Regions from separate parts of the Callithrix jacchus genome. Here region 2 is linked to region 1. The links are chromatin contacts, called in public Hi-C maps. All regions are on one chromosome and are shown on one strand. The core of a region is the stretch at or near the end of the contact, and the rest is flanking DNA. Distances in the headings are between cores, read along the strand shown.

Region 1 (7,055 bases), core at 2,968-5,467:
GCAGAGACAGACGGCAGTATACTAGATTCTAATTTTGATTGTGAAATTGGAAATCTCAAACTCTTGGGTCTTCAGAGGTCAACAGTCTAGATCAGTTTTCTGAAACTGAAGTATCAATGACTGAACAAAATATTTCTAAGGACAAAAAGGAATTATGATATCCTCACCCAGTTAGTCATTCAACATCAAGACCTTACTGCATAATCTTTTATAACAAGAATCTGAACCAACTCATTTTGCTAAAAGGATGTGTGATGGTTATGTTAATCTTTTATGATATTTGTGCTACTAAATTTATTTGAAATGATTCATATTCAGACAGATGCTAATGGCATATATGCAAATAAAGGTGGATGAAAGAAAAAAATGTAAAAAAATGCATCAAACTATTTTAACTGGTGTTTGGAAATCTAAAAATGAAAATATTATGAAGCAAAGATGACTGACTTCAACAAAACTTCATGCTTTCAAAGTTCAAAAAGTATCAAGTTTTGACTATGCAAATGTAAGAAGCAATAAGAGTAATGATAAGCTAGAACCTATCAGAGAGGATTTCAAACTATTTATAGCTGACACAAGTCTAATCTTTAAAAAATTAAATATAGGTCAGGCATGGTAGCTCACACCTGTAATCCCAGCACTTTGGGAGGCCAAGGCAGGAGGATAGCTTGAGCCCATAAGTTCAAGACCAGCCTGGGCAATACAGTGAGGCCCTGTCTCTACAAAAAAAATATTTCAAAAAAATTAGGCAGGCATAGTGGTGCACACCTGTAGTCTCAGCTACCTGGGAGGCTGAGGTGGGAAGATCCCTTGAGCCTAGCGGGTTGAGACTACAGTAAGCCAAGATCATATACTGCATTCTAGCCTGGCTGACAGAGTGAGACCCTGCCTCAAAAAAAAAAGTTAATTATAAAAATGTTAATTACAAAGCAAGATGAATCATATGTTATTTGCACAGATAACTACTTACTCCTTAAGTAATGCGCTAACTGGTACATTAAAAATGTGATTAAAGTAATCTAATATTTAAGCACATTTATAGTGCATAAAGATTCTTCCTTAATCTAATAAAATGGAAGAAAATCATTCATGAAAACTAAAATTTATTTAGTAAGATTTCAGAATACTAGGAAAATACTGTTAGTTTCACTGTACACTTTGAAATGAAATCAAAAAGAAATTTGAGGCTATATCCTCAAAACTGCTACAACCTCTGTACTCTACTAGAACTGATTTCAAGGCAAAATGTTTGCCAAGGACTTTCTGAGAGATAAATAAATAACCATGTTCTGAGAAATAGAAGAATCTCTTCAGTTTGATAGCATAATTCATAGTGTAGGATTTTTTTTAAAAATAGTGAAATAAAATTAGAAAAATGCTATACCTTAACAGACTGCAGGACGCTGGTCCCCTGCTCAGTTTCAATTTTACAGTTATCACACTCGATACTTTGAACTTTTACACAACCAGACCCAGATGACTTGATATCCAAACCTAGAAGTAAAAAAAGAAGAAAAAAAGTTAGTACTGCCGTTTATAAGCTCAAAAGCATTTTAGAAATCCAGGTCCTCAGTTATGTCCATAACATTACTGAATCCCGGAAAGGGCATACTCTAAAGGTAAGGAGTCTTCTACCACGGCAACAGGACAAATACAGTAGCCTTTCTGCCAGTTTTTAGAAACAGGGCAGTTATTTCTACTGGCCTAAATCATCTAAAGAGAAATAAGAGACTGCAATTCTGGTAAGTTCTCCTGTGAAAGACTGTAGAAGCCTGTTCCCCAGTATAAATGATCATGACTTAGGTTTTTAAATCCTATGTCTAACCTTTCATACCTAAAAAATGAAAATATTACCATTGCAGCTATATCACAAGGTATTTGAAGTAAATTTTAAAAATGGGAACAACTTTGAAAAACATAATATATACTATTAAAACCACAAGATTAGGCTATATATACTATTAAAACCACAAAATTACACCATGCCTGTAATCCCAGCACTTGGGGAGGCCAAGGAAGGAGGATTGCTTGAAGCCCAGGAGTTCCAGACCAGCCTGGGCAATGTGGCAAAATTCCATTTCTACAAAAGTAAAAACATTTGCCATGCATGGTAGCATGCACCTGTAGTCCCAAGTACTCAGGAGGCAGAGGTGGGAAGATCGCTTAAAACCGTGAAGTCAAGATTGCAGTGGGCCATGTTTACGCCGCTGAATACCAGCATGCGTGACAGAGTAAGACACAGTGTCAAAACAAACAAAAAAACCCCAACAGTAATCTCTTGTGGACAAAAGACAGTGGTATATGAAGAAAGTTTGGAAAATAAGGAATCACAATGCCATCCTTGGCTGTCTATTTAAGATGTAACTGCAGGCATCTCTGTATACAAATTTTAAAAATTAAAAACACTGATATTAATTTGGAATTCACATATATATTGATGATTTCTCTTACACTGGACAAGAAGCACCCACCCCACCCCACCATGCCTGAACCACAGATAGTACCACATCCTATATAGTCTATGTTTTTTTCTTATATATATGTATATCAGTGATCAAGTTTAATTTATAAACTAGGCATAGTAAGAGATTAACAACAGTAATAGAGCAATTATAACAACATACTCTAATAAAAGTTATGTGAATGTGATCTGTCAAAATATCTTAATATTTTCCTGTAACAGTTGAGGCAGGTAACAAATTGAGAAATCCAAACGGTGCATAAGGGAGGACTACTGCATCTACTTTTTGGTGCAACTGTAAGCATTATAAAAGATGATCTTAAAAATGCTAAATGTCATTATTATCATCATTATCATCATCATCATCATTAATACCTTCCCTCAGTCCCAGGAAGAATGAATCATCATCATCATCATCAATATCTTCCTTCAGTCCCAGGAAGAGTGACAGTCTGGGGAGCCCTTCCTAGAAAAGTGTGTGTACACAGTGCCTTGCCATTTAGGAAATAACGTACAACCCCAAAACCTAGGAAACGTATCTTGCAGCATTACTATTTAAGTTTCTTAGGCAGGCTTACCACATGTTTTTCTTCAAAGCTTGCTACTCATGGAGAACTTAGGCCAAAAGGAATGGAAACATAACAGTAAAAAGCTAGGCTGCCTGTCTAAAACCAAATACTCAAACCAGGTAATACATAGAACATCTTATTGGCAGGGCTGTTTGGGGACAGACTCCCAGGCTGTGAGCAAGAGGAAATGTAGATGGACTTCCATACCATTGAATGGATTGTCAAGAAACCTCAACCTTGAAAAATAAGCCACTTTGTTAATGACAATGGGATAAAGGAGAACACAAGAAGCTCCACAAATGTAATTTGACCTGGATTATACCAAATCATGTTTCCATTCGATGGATAAAATTTCTATAATTGGGAACCTAATTTTTAAATACTGCTCAGATACTCAAGAACAGAACAGAGGAAAAGGTGCACTTCCGAAGGCGTCAACTGTAAATTAGGTTTAGAAAGCCAGGATCAATTAAAAGTGCACGTCTACCAAATTTAATGAGTTCACTGTGCGTGCGCTGTAACCCAAACCCGTTTTCACTTTACTTGCCAAACTTCAGGGGCGCGTTCACCTCCACGGACGTTTGGGGGTCGATACTATCAGACACGATGGCCATCTCCTCAAGAGTCTCGTCGTACTTCACCAACAAGCTATCCAGGACCCGCCGCTCACCGTCCTCCAGGCCGCACACCGCGACCAGCACTCGGTCGCCATCCGGGTAGGTGAGGGGGTCCAGGGGCCTCACGGCCAGGTGGCATGGGAGCCGCGCCCGCAGCCGACCGAATGGGCTCACCTGCAGCGTCCACTCCTTCAGAGTCCGTCGCGCCGGGCCAGGAGGAGGGACCTCAGCCTCCGATCCTGGCCAGCGCTCCCCCCGACCTGAGCCGTACGGCCTGGCTTGGCACTCCCGGCAAGACCAGCGCCCAGCGCCAGCCCATAGTCGGACCTGACGGAGACTGAGGCAGCCAAGCTCCCAGCCTGAGCAAGGGGCGAGCATGGCGCGCCCTTCTGGCCCGTCCTCAGAACACTTCAACCACAGAGAGGGTCACTTGCCACAGCCAATCGACTTATCTGCTGTGATGTCTCCAGTGAAACAGGAGACGTCTGTCACGGTTTAAATGAAGCAAGCACTAGCTCGCTTGCTGGAGGCGATTTAAAGATCCGCCAATCAATCCTCAGAGGCAAGTTCGAATTTGAAAGCTCTAAACTCTGACCCGGACTTCTTGCCTACTCCCGCCCCTTTCGCTAAGGTCGACGGGATAAGTAGTTCTAAAGGTTGAAACGTCGCAGAGCTCTGGCATCTTAGAAACCACATATCCCAGGAGGCAATGCGCAGAGGAGACAGGGTAAGAAAGCAGGTGTTAGACTCGCTGGAAAGGCGCGTGCCCTTTGCCTCAAGACCATTGGCCATTGGAGGGGCGGTTCTTGGAAGTCCAACTGGCCAATGGAAGGAGCGGAAAGGACAACGAGCGTAAAGTTGCGTAGTCACCTTGGATACCAAGGACGCGACTTCTTGTTTGGAGAGGTGAAGCTTTGGAGTGAGACTCAGGAGGCCAAATCCCAAAGAGGAAAATAGAAGCCTAAATAAGGATCAGGACCAAGGGAAGGGGTAAGAAACTGTGCTTCTAAAGATGACAACTAGGTGCAAACTAGGAGTAACCTCTGTGGATGTCAAGACGCACGCTTCACTAACCTAGTGGGGGCGTCCCCCGGGGGATGGAGAATGCCTTGGCAAAAGAGTGAAGAGCCAAATTGGTGCTTTTGGACGGAATTGCCTCATTGGAGGTGTACTCCCTCCTGTATTCCAAATATAGAAATAGAGTATTGGCTCCTTCCTGACCCTAAGTGACCTTACTTTGAGTTTTAATTGCTCACTTTAAAAATGAAGATTATAATACCTTCCTTGCCATGCCTCAAAAAGGGTTTTTGTAAGGATCAAGTAAGAAAATGGATGGGAATATGGTGCACAGTCTACAAAATTACCATGTAAAGTACTATATTTTTATTTCAATGTTCTTAACATTGATTCTGAGTTACCAAGAAAATTATGAGAGATCAGAACTTGTTTTGAGAATAGCATTGATCTCTTTAACTGCAAATGATCCTCAGTTTTGTTGTAGAGTCTTAAAAAAAAGACACACACATAAAAGAGAGTCACCGTGGTGCGGTGGAAAGTGCAGAGACAAGAGTCAGATTATTTTCCTGGTTCCACCACTGCTTTATCTGTGTCACCTAGACCTGTCTATTTAGTTTTAAAATGAAGAAAGATGGTCCTAAATTATAAGGAGTGTGTGTGTGTGTGTGTGTGTGTGTGTGTGTTTACCTTTTGTAATTCTATGACCAGTAAAATAATGGGAACAAAACGATTTATTTTCTTCTTTCCTGCCTGATTTCTCTCTCCCCTTGTGTGCGCCTTACTTCCTCCTAAAAATTATTCCCTAATTATTTAGCCAAGAAACCTGCAAGGCTGATCTTTCTAAAATGTAAGTTCCTTAAAAAATTGAACCCCCTACAATGACCAGAATTCCTGGGGCTACTGTGATAGATAGACTGGGCTGAAGTCCTTATGGGTTCAACTCTCATGTTCTCTGCTAGCCACTACCTTTTTAAAAATTCAGTGCTTTCTTAACTTATCATTGCCTCTTTTCTGCCCTTTTAGTCCTTCCTCCTTCCTTATTCTTCCTTCAGTGAAGACTCACTGATTATAGGTGCTAGCTCAGGTTCAGCAGGGGCCCACTGAATTAGTTCTATCCTTGTCTTTGGGTTTCATTAGTCATAATTATTCAGAATAATCTTCAAACTTTTTTTGATGAAAACTGACAGGTGTAACTTTGAAAAGAAATTTGGAAAAAGGCACTGGCTTAAAGAAGTTGAGAATGTACTCAGATTTTCTGTGGAAGTCTAGACATTTTTAGATTAAATGTTAATTCTTAATAGAGAATTCTGTTTTTATGGTAATTTTTCCTTTTCTGAGACAAACTAAGTTAATGGAATTGGCAACTGAACTATAATTTTCTATGTTGCATAATCATTATTTTACTTTTTAAAATAAAAACCAAATAGAATTGACCAAAAATTTACTTTTCTGATCAAATGAGGTTAAAAATTGAGAAAATTATTAATATTAAGATTGATATAAAATATTTAAAATTATAGACCCTTAAAAATAGTCTCATGAGTATCAAATCTGTCCACATATCAACAGTGATGAATAAAAGTTGTATCTTCCATCTACATGACATTATAGTTGTCAAACCATGTTCACATGCATCATCTCACTGTATCCTCACTAATTAGCAGGGAAATTATTCTCCTCACACTCTAGAGAGGAAACAGATTCAGAAACATTAAGATTAAGCAATTAGAAGGTCTGGCCCTTTTATCACTCTACCAAAAGGTCCTTCTATTTTTCTGACACCTTTGAAGAAAAAATCAAATTATTCACCTCATAAGTGGAAAATTATATACAACTTTTTCTCCATATTTAGAGTTTGTTTCTAAGTTATTTTCACATCTTCAGTTATAAAAAGCCATTTCTGTGGTCTTAAACATATACTTCTGGTAACAGTGTTAAGTTAGGACAAAATTTTTAGGGTTCAACACAGCAATAAGCATGAAAAGCTTTTGCCATAACTCAGAAATTGTACTTTTGGGGATGTAAGCATAAAGTTAGGGATGCTCAAGTAATTTTGTTTTATAGGGTTACTTGTAACAGAAAATAATTGCATCAATTTAAATGCTCCCTGGTGTGGTGTGGTGGCTTATGCCTGTAATTTCAGCACTGTGGGAGGCCGAGACAGGTGGATCACCTGAGAACAGGAGTTCGAGACCAGCCTGGACAACATGGTGAAATGCCGTCTCTACTAAAAATACAAAAATTAGCTGGCTGTGGTGGCCGGCCACCACTCTCAAATCTATTTTGGATTTTTCTTAGATTGAGTTAAAAACTCCAAAGCATTTTGGCAATCTCGGCAACACCGGCTTCCTCAGAAAGCAGCTGCGACTGCTCCTCCGGTCCTTTGTCAGC
Region 2 (7,055 bases), core at 1,828-4,327, 450 kb before region 1:
AGTGCCCTTTCCACAAGATGGCACCAAAAGATAAGGAGGAAGCTCCTGCCCCTCCTAATGCCCAGGCCAAAGGGAAGGCTTTGAAGGGCAAGAAGGCAGTGTTGAAAGGTGTCCACAGCCACAAAAAAAAGACCTGCACGTCACCACCTTCCCACAGCCCAAGACACTTACTCTGGAGGCAGCCCAAATATCCTAGGAGAAACAAGCTTCACCACTATGCTATCATCAAATTTCCTCTGACCACTGAGTCAGCCATGAAGAAGACAGAAGACAACAACACACCTGTGTTCATTATGTATGTTAAAGCCAACAAGCACAAGATCAAACAGGCTGTGAAGAAGTTCTATGACAGTGATGTGGCCAAGGTCAATGCCCTGATTAGGCCTGATGGAGGAAAAAGGCATTAAGTTTCACTGGCTCTTGATTACAATGCTTTAGACATTGCCAACAAAATTAGGATCATCTAAACTGAGTCCAGCTGGCTAACTCTAAATATAGGTATCTTTTCACCAGACACATGCCACTTCATCAACTTCTGGTTGGGCTGGGGAGGTCATTCACAGGTATGGGGGTTATAATAGGGTCTGGACAAGGCTCCTGTTCTACTTATCCTTTTGGATCACTCACCCTGACACTCCACCATGCTCACTTACTCCAGAGATCTTTGTGACTAGAGTTAGTTGTCCTAGGAAAACCAGAATTTGTCTCCATCGTAGAGATAAGAAAACAAGAAGCTGTCGGGTGCAGTGGCTCACACGCAGCACTCTGGGAGGCCAGGAGTTTGAGACCAGCCTGGGCAACATGGTGAAACCCCATCTCCACTAAAAATACAAAAATTAGCTGGGCGTGGTGGCACACACCTGTAGTCGCAGCTACTCAGAAGGCTTTCACAGGAGAATCAACTGAACCTGGGAGGCGGATGTTGCAGCGAGCCTAGCTCATGCCACTGCAGTCCAGCCTGGGCAACAGAGGGAGATTCCTTCAAGAAAGAAAAAGAAAGAAAGAAAGAAAAGAAAGAAAAGAAAGAAAGAAAGAAAAAGAAAGAAAGAAAGAAAGAAAAGAAAGAAAGAAAAAGAAAGAAAGAAAGAAAAGGAAAGGAAAGGAAAGGAAAGGAAAGAAAAGAAGAAACTTTTCAAGGACTCCTTCTTTTATCCCTGGAGGAGGCTGTGTGTGAAACCAGTGCCCAGAGTTTGAAGGGCATTAACATCCATTTCATGGGAGTGTGGGTTGGCTGGCTTTCCAGCGGCACTTTGACCTCACACACCCATTTACTATGTCCAACTGGTCTGTCTGCTTCCCTCTGCCTTTACCCAATAACGGACAAAAACTTTAATTAAAAAAAAAAAAAAAAAAAAGAGTAGGAGTGAGGAACAAAGAGCATTTTCCTTTTTTTTTTTTTTTGAGACAGTCTTGCTCTGTCTACCAGGCTGTAGTGCACCATCTCGGCTCAGTGCAACATGCATCTCTGGTGTTCAAGCAATTCTCCTGCCTCAGCCTCCCTAGTAGCTGGGATTACATGTGTGCTCCACTATGCCTAGCTACTTTTTGTATTTTTACTTGAGACAGGATTTCACCATGTTGGCCAGGCTGGTCTCGAACTCCTTACGTCAGGTGATCCTCCTGGCTTGGCCCCCCAAGGGCTGTGATTACAGGGGTGAGCTACAGTGCCCAGCCTTTTCTTTCTTTTTTGGAAATGGGGTCTTGCTCTGTTGCCCAGGCTGGAGTATAGTGGCGTGATCAGAGCTCACTGAGACCTTGATCTCCCAGCCTTAATTGATCCTCCCACCTCAGCTTCTGGAGTAGCTGGGACCACAGGTGGCACCAAAAGATAAGGAGGAAGCTCCTGCCCCTCCTAACGCCCAGGCCAAAGGGCCACCTTGCCTGGCTAATATATTTTTTTAAAATTATTATTTGTAGAGATGAAGTCTCATTATGTTGCCCAGGCTGGTCTCTAACTCCTGGCCTCAAAGGATACTTCTGTCTTGCCCTCTCATAGTGCCGCGATTACTTCTTCGATGCTTAGTCAAGAACACGAGGAAAAACTTCTGAGACGTAACTTCAGTTTACCCTTTGCGTTTTTATGTGTGCTCTTACTTTTTTTTTCTTCTGTTGTACAGAGGTATTACTCACCTTGTGCAGTCTCGGCTCTCCACCCAGGCACAAGCAGCTCTTAATCACCCTTAAGTTCAGCAGCCACTGAAAGCTAGCCTGAGGAGATAAAGTTCACAGTCAACATAGTTCTCTCCATTCCTGCAATATCACGCAGGCACATTCACTTTTAAAATGCAGAATGGTATGGGTTGCATTTTTCTGTCAGTCTTATCTGCATTTAGAACCTGTGGTGGTGTTTTCTTTTCTGTCAAGATATCACCAGAAACGACCTACTTTTTTGTTAACCCCTGGCACACCTCAGGAGGACTTTTAAAGAGAAATCTTTTTGCCCAATTACACATGGTTGAATTTTACTTCAATCTGCCTTTACTTACTTCTTGAAACAACTAATTTCATCCTGCAGTTTAAAAAGCAAAACTGGTAAGAAACTCAGAATCACAATTTTATGCTCTTTTGTAGTTATTCTAGTGTTAAAAAACAATGTAAATTTAGATGAGAACCGTGTGCACCAGGGGGCTGTGATACCATTTTAAAAGTAAATGAGCACACAGTACAAAATACAGTGCTGCCATTAATATTCAATACCTACTGTACACACTTCAAATTACAGTTTAGTTTCTTCGCTACCAGGCTTCTAGCGCCATAGGCGGTGAGTATGCCAGTGCTTCTTGACTGTGATTGAGTTGCCTACGAGAGTCCACCAGTGGGTCTGCAGGATCCCATTTAGTTTTAGTAACTGTGGCTGGTGTCCAGGAGTCTGTTCATGCGATCTGAAAGTCAGCCTCTGACTTAGGACAGCGCGGGGAACCAATTTGGTCTTAGGAGTGCCCCCGCAGAGTGTTTGACTCCAAAGGCAGGGCAGGGCAGACGAGACCCGAAGAAGGGAGCGTGTCCCCAGGCCCTTCCTTTACCAAGATGGCTTCGGCGCCCCGACCCACGGGGGCGGCCATCTTGGTAAGGGCTCGAGAGGCAGCCTGAGGGAGGCCGCCGCTGGCCCGGTTCTCAAAGGTCACAATAAGTAAGTGACCCGGCGACGACTCGCCCCAAGAATGGCGAGGCGGCGAACGCTGAAGCGCTGCCTGCAGCTGCTGGCGCCCTCGGCGGAACTGGCGCGGCGAGCCCGGGGGCGGGGGAACCCGGGCACCAGCCGCCGCGGCCCCTCCAGCTACGCTGGGGCGGTGTGCTGCGCGGAGCTGTGCCCGGGAACGCAGTGGCCGGAAGCCGAAGAACAGCGGCGGCGACAGCGCGCGCGCCCGGCCACCCCCAACGCAAGGTGAGTCCGCGCCCCCGCGCTCTCATCCCGCCCCTCTACCGCGCGCCCGCGGACCGGGATTGCCAGTGCCCTAGAACTCTGCGGCGGCTGTGGGACCTCTCTGGAGGCAGTTTTCTCCCGACCGCTGTGCTCTGTGGCGTCTCCGCTGCCACCTCCAGGGTCTCTGGGCGGAGCAATCCGCACTTTGGAGCCTAGGGTGGTTTGGAATTCTTCGGCGAAGTGGAGCGGGCTGTGAGTGGGTTTCCCGGTCCCCGAGCCGTTCCTTGTCCCGGAGATGCCGCACTTGTGAGCGATAGAGCTTCATTTAAATTTTCTTACCTCGCGAGTTGGGGAGCCTGCATCTCTGAAGCTGCCTGAGTGAAGAGCCACAGCATTATTTTTTCTCTTTGGGAGAGTAGCTGTCTGGGATTTGTTTGAGATCCCATCTTTCCTGCAAATTACCAGGTTGCATCTTCATTGATAGGAATACATGTGGGTGTATCTTCTTTTAGTTGTATGTAAATAAATGGGTCGACAACTTCCTCCGAGCAACTTATTGTTGCTTCATCTATAGTATTTATCTTCTAAAAATCCATTCCAACAGGTTTCTTCCCTTTTCTTTTGGAATAAGTGTACTTATTTATGGAATGGAAATGAAGAGCAAAAAAAATGGGGCTAGGTAGGGGAGGGGTGGTGGAAGGCTGTGATTTCTTAAGTTTTCTGTTTTCTGTTCTGTGGTTGTTTGCTTCTTATAAATTGGATATTATTGCAGGCTTTTCAGAGCACGTATTCAGATAGGTTTTTTTTTTTTTTCAGGCTAGAACTCTATGGTCCTGGTAGTTGAGGTAAATATTCTTCCATGAGTTCTGGGATCTCATGCATTTATTATACTTCAGTTAAACCTGGACAATATTAAGGGAGTGAGAAAAGTTAACAATCTTTTAAAAAGTTATTTCGTTCTTGTCTTTGCCTTTAATGTAGGTTGATATATATATATATGTTATAATATGACTGACTCACCTGGTTGACTGTGGCTTAGCATGAAATGTTTGCTGCTTGATAATTCTGGATAATTAATTTGTCCGAGAAATCATTCCTGAGATGCAGTTTAGCAAACTGAAATAATTTCCATGTTTGTTAAAAAATGGAAATCTCTAACAGTTCCATTTCTATTTTCAGTTACATTGGTTATGAATTAGCCGCAGACATGGACATCATTTAGAAAAAGTTATGTAATCTTTAACAAGAAAAGATTACCTATATCCCACAATAGTGTGATTTTTGTTGCAAGAAAATACTAGGTCTGTTAAAGAAGAAATTTAGGGTAAAAGTACTTATTTAAAATAAGAGAGAGATTGAGGTGTTAAAGTTGTTTTAAGTGAACTGAAAATATAGTCAGGATTTTCAGAGATTTTATTTTGTTAACATTCTGGAGGCTTTCCTGCTACAAGAATTATGGTAAGTCTCCAAGAGATAAAAATACTTAGTGTATTTCTCATACCCGTATTTTCACTGATAGTTTTAAATTATACTGTAGAAATTCTATATTGCAAAATTCTAATTTAAAATTAGTCCAGTTATAACTATTATGAAGAACATTTTAGCATAAGCATTCCATCACAGGGTTTTGGTTATGCTTGAGTCGATACCGTCATCCTTGTGTTTGTTCGAAAGTCATTCTTGTGTTCGTTTGTATGTTACGTTGAGTATTTGTGAGTTTGGAAAACTGAGGGAATTTTTTTGAACATTTAGTCTGTGTTTGGAAAAGCAGCATTTGCCTTTAATTTTATTGTTTCATTCTGCTTTTTCTTTGTAGTGTTGGATAGCTGTGGATGTAGTGGGTTTTTCCATTGGTTTCTATGCTTTATAAATAAGAATATAGTGATAGCTGGAGGACTCTTGATCTGGGCTTTTTAGATTGAAATGCATACACATAAAAAGTGTTTTCATTGAAGTATTATTAGGGAAATTAACTGTGTATATAATTAATCATTAAAGAGTACTTTTATTCTGGAGGCCTGTGAGGGCATGCATAAAACTGGCATTAAAAAAATCACCCATGTGATTTCCAGCATAAGGTTCAAGTAATATATCATTCTAACACCTATACTACTGAAGAATTCTGTCTATAATTTATACTGCTTTGCTTGACTTGTCTTTTGAATTTAATAACCATTTATTGTGTATTTAAGTAGTTTTACTAACAGACTTTGGAGACAGATAACATATGAACTCATATATCCCCAGGGGCAGTTTTATGTTAGAGATATAGTCTTCTGCCAGCTCAGCTGGTTAAATAATGTGTTACATCTTTATCATTTACCAAGCTCTTTCAAGTATTTTAAATATATGTATATATAGAGAGTTTGATTTTATAGATGTATGTGAGATCATTAGCCCTGTTCCACAAATGAGGAAAATAGAACACTGAGAGCCTAGGAGAGTTTGGTGATTTGGCCAGGGTCCCTTAGCTCTGCAGCCCCAGCCTTCAGCAAAATGTATACACTGCAGACTCTTATTACACTGGGATTCCAATGAATCGAAAGTGGAGGGGTGTGGATGAGCAAGCGTTGGTCAGCAACACACTCATAGATTGCACCCCTGTCTCTAGGTAACAGGTTGTGAATGGTCAGCTCTGTTGGCTATGGAAGCACAGGTCTGGCATATAGATGGATCAGCATAATTCAGAATCTTGATTGAAAAACGTCTCAGTTTGAGCCTGCTACCTAGAGCAATCGTTTTTCCCCTTGAAGGCGTAGATTCTTGTGTTTATCTAATTTGGGTACCTTCCCAGATTAAGGGACAGTAATATATTGATTGAACAATGAATGCCTGTAGATTTCTGTGTGCTTTTGTAATCTCTCTCAGTTGCAAGAATGAATAAAGAAACACCAAGCTTTCACATTTTTTTTTTTTTTTTTTGAGACGGAGTTGCGCTCTGTCACCCAAGCTGGAGTGCAACAGGGCAATCTCAGCTCACTGCAACCTCTGCCTCCTGTGTTCAGGTGATTCTTGTGCCTCAGCCTCCCAAGTAGTTGGGATTACAGGCTTGCCACCATGCCCGGCTAAAACTGGTCACATCTTTTTTTTTTTTTTTTTTTTTTTAATAAAGACGGGGTTTCACCATGTTGGTCAGCCTGGTCTTGAACTTCCAACCTCAGGTGATCTGCCTGCCTTGGCCTCCAAAGTGCTTGGATTACAAGCGTGAGCCACCACACCTGGCCAAAACTAGCCACATCTTAATAGGGCAGCTGGAGTTATCTTCTGTATTTTGAAGGTCTTTCAATTACAAAGATGTTTCCTGTTCAAGTTACTGTGTATGTTCCTTTAGTTTTTTTAGAGAACTCAAGAAAAGCTCTGTAAACTAAGCTGTCTATATAGTGTGAACGTGTGTGTGTATGTGTGTGTGTGTGTGTGTGTGTGTTTTCCAGAATGTTGTGGTATTTTATGGTTAACGTAACCAATGAAAGCTTAAAGAGTTTCTGGACTCAAGTTCTTTTTTTTTTTTAACTTGAACCCAAACTAAGTAAAATACCCCACATAAAGTAAAATGTGTCATTTATCTTCCTGTGCTGATTGTATGCTCTTGAGGTTCCAAGTGTTTCTAAGCATAATTAAGGTGACAACATGGCTGATAGATAGTCCAGGCACCATCATGAGCCAGAGCTAGATCCTTGGAATGTCATGTAAC

The links. A called contact is a pair of places that touch in the nucleus more often than the background predicts.
Region 2: a contact with region 1 is called in a Hi-C map of skeletal muscle, with 5 times the contacts expected there. The contact joins the promoter of NAPEPLD here to the promoter of FAM185A in region 1. A contact is called at or near these places in 2 of 3 Hi-C or Micro-C datasets (both in skeletal muscle).

The regions. Positions count from the first base shown.
Region 1 is chr11:73,052,102-73,059,156 of calJac240_pri, reverse strand. It overlaps FAM185A (family with sequence similarity 185 member A), which reads right to left and starts at 4,217. Exons shown (of 9, transcript XM_054237860.2): 1 at 3,578-4,217; 2 at 1,385-1,494. The coding sequence starts at 4,025. All of the region lies in intron 2 of CCDC146 (coiled-coil domain containing 146), which reads left to right.
Region 2 is chr11:73,502,231-73,509,285 of calJac240_pri, reverse strand. It overlaps NAPEPLD (N-acyl phosphatidylethanolamine phospholipase D), which reads left to right and starts at 3,077. Exons shown (of 6, transcript XM_017975423.4): 1 at 3,077-3,385. The coding sequence starts at 3,162. It overlaps PMPCB (peptidase, mitochondrial processing subunit beta), which reads right to left and starts at 3,342. Exons shown (of 16, transcript XM_078343069.1): 1 at 2,711-3,342; 2 at 2,131-2,208. It also overlaps the pseudogene LOC144578387.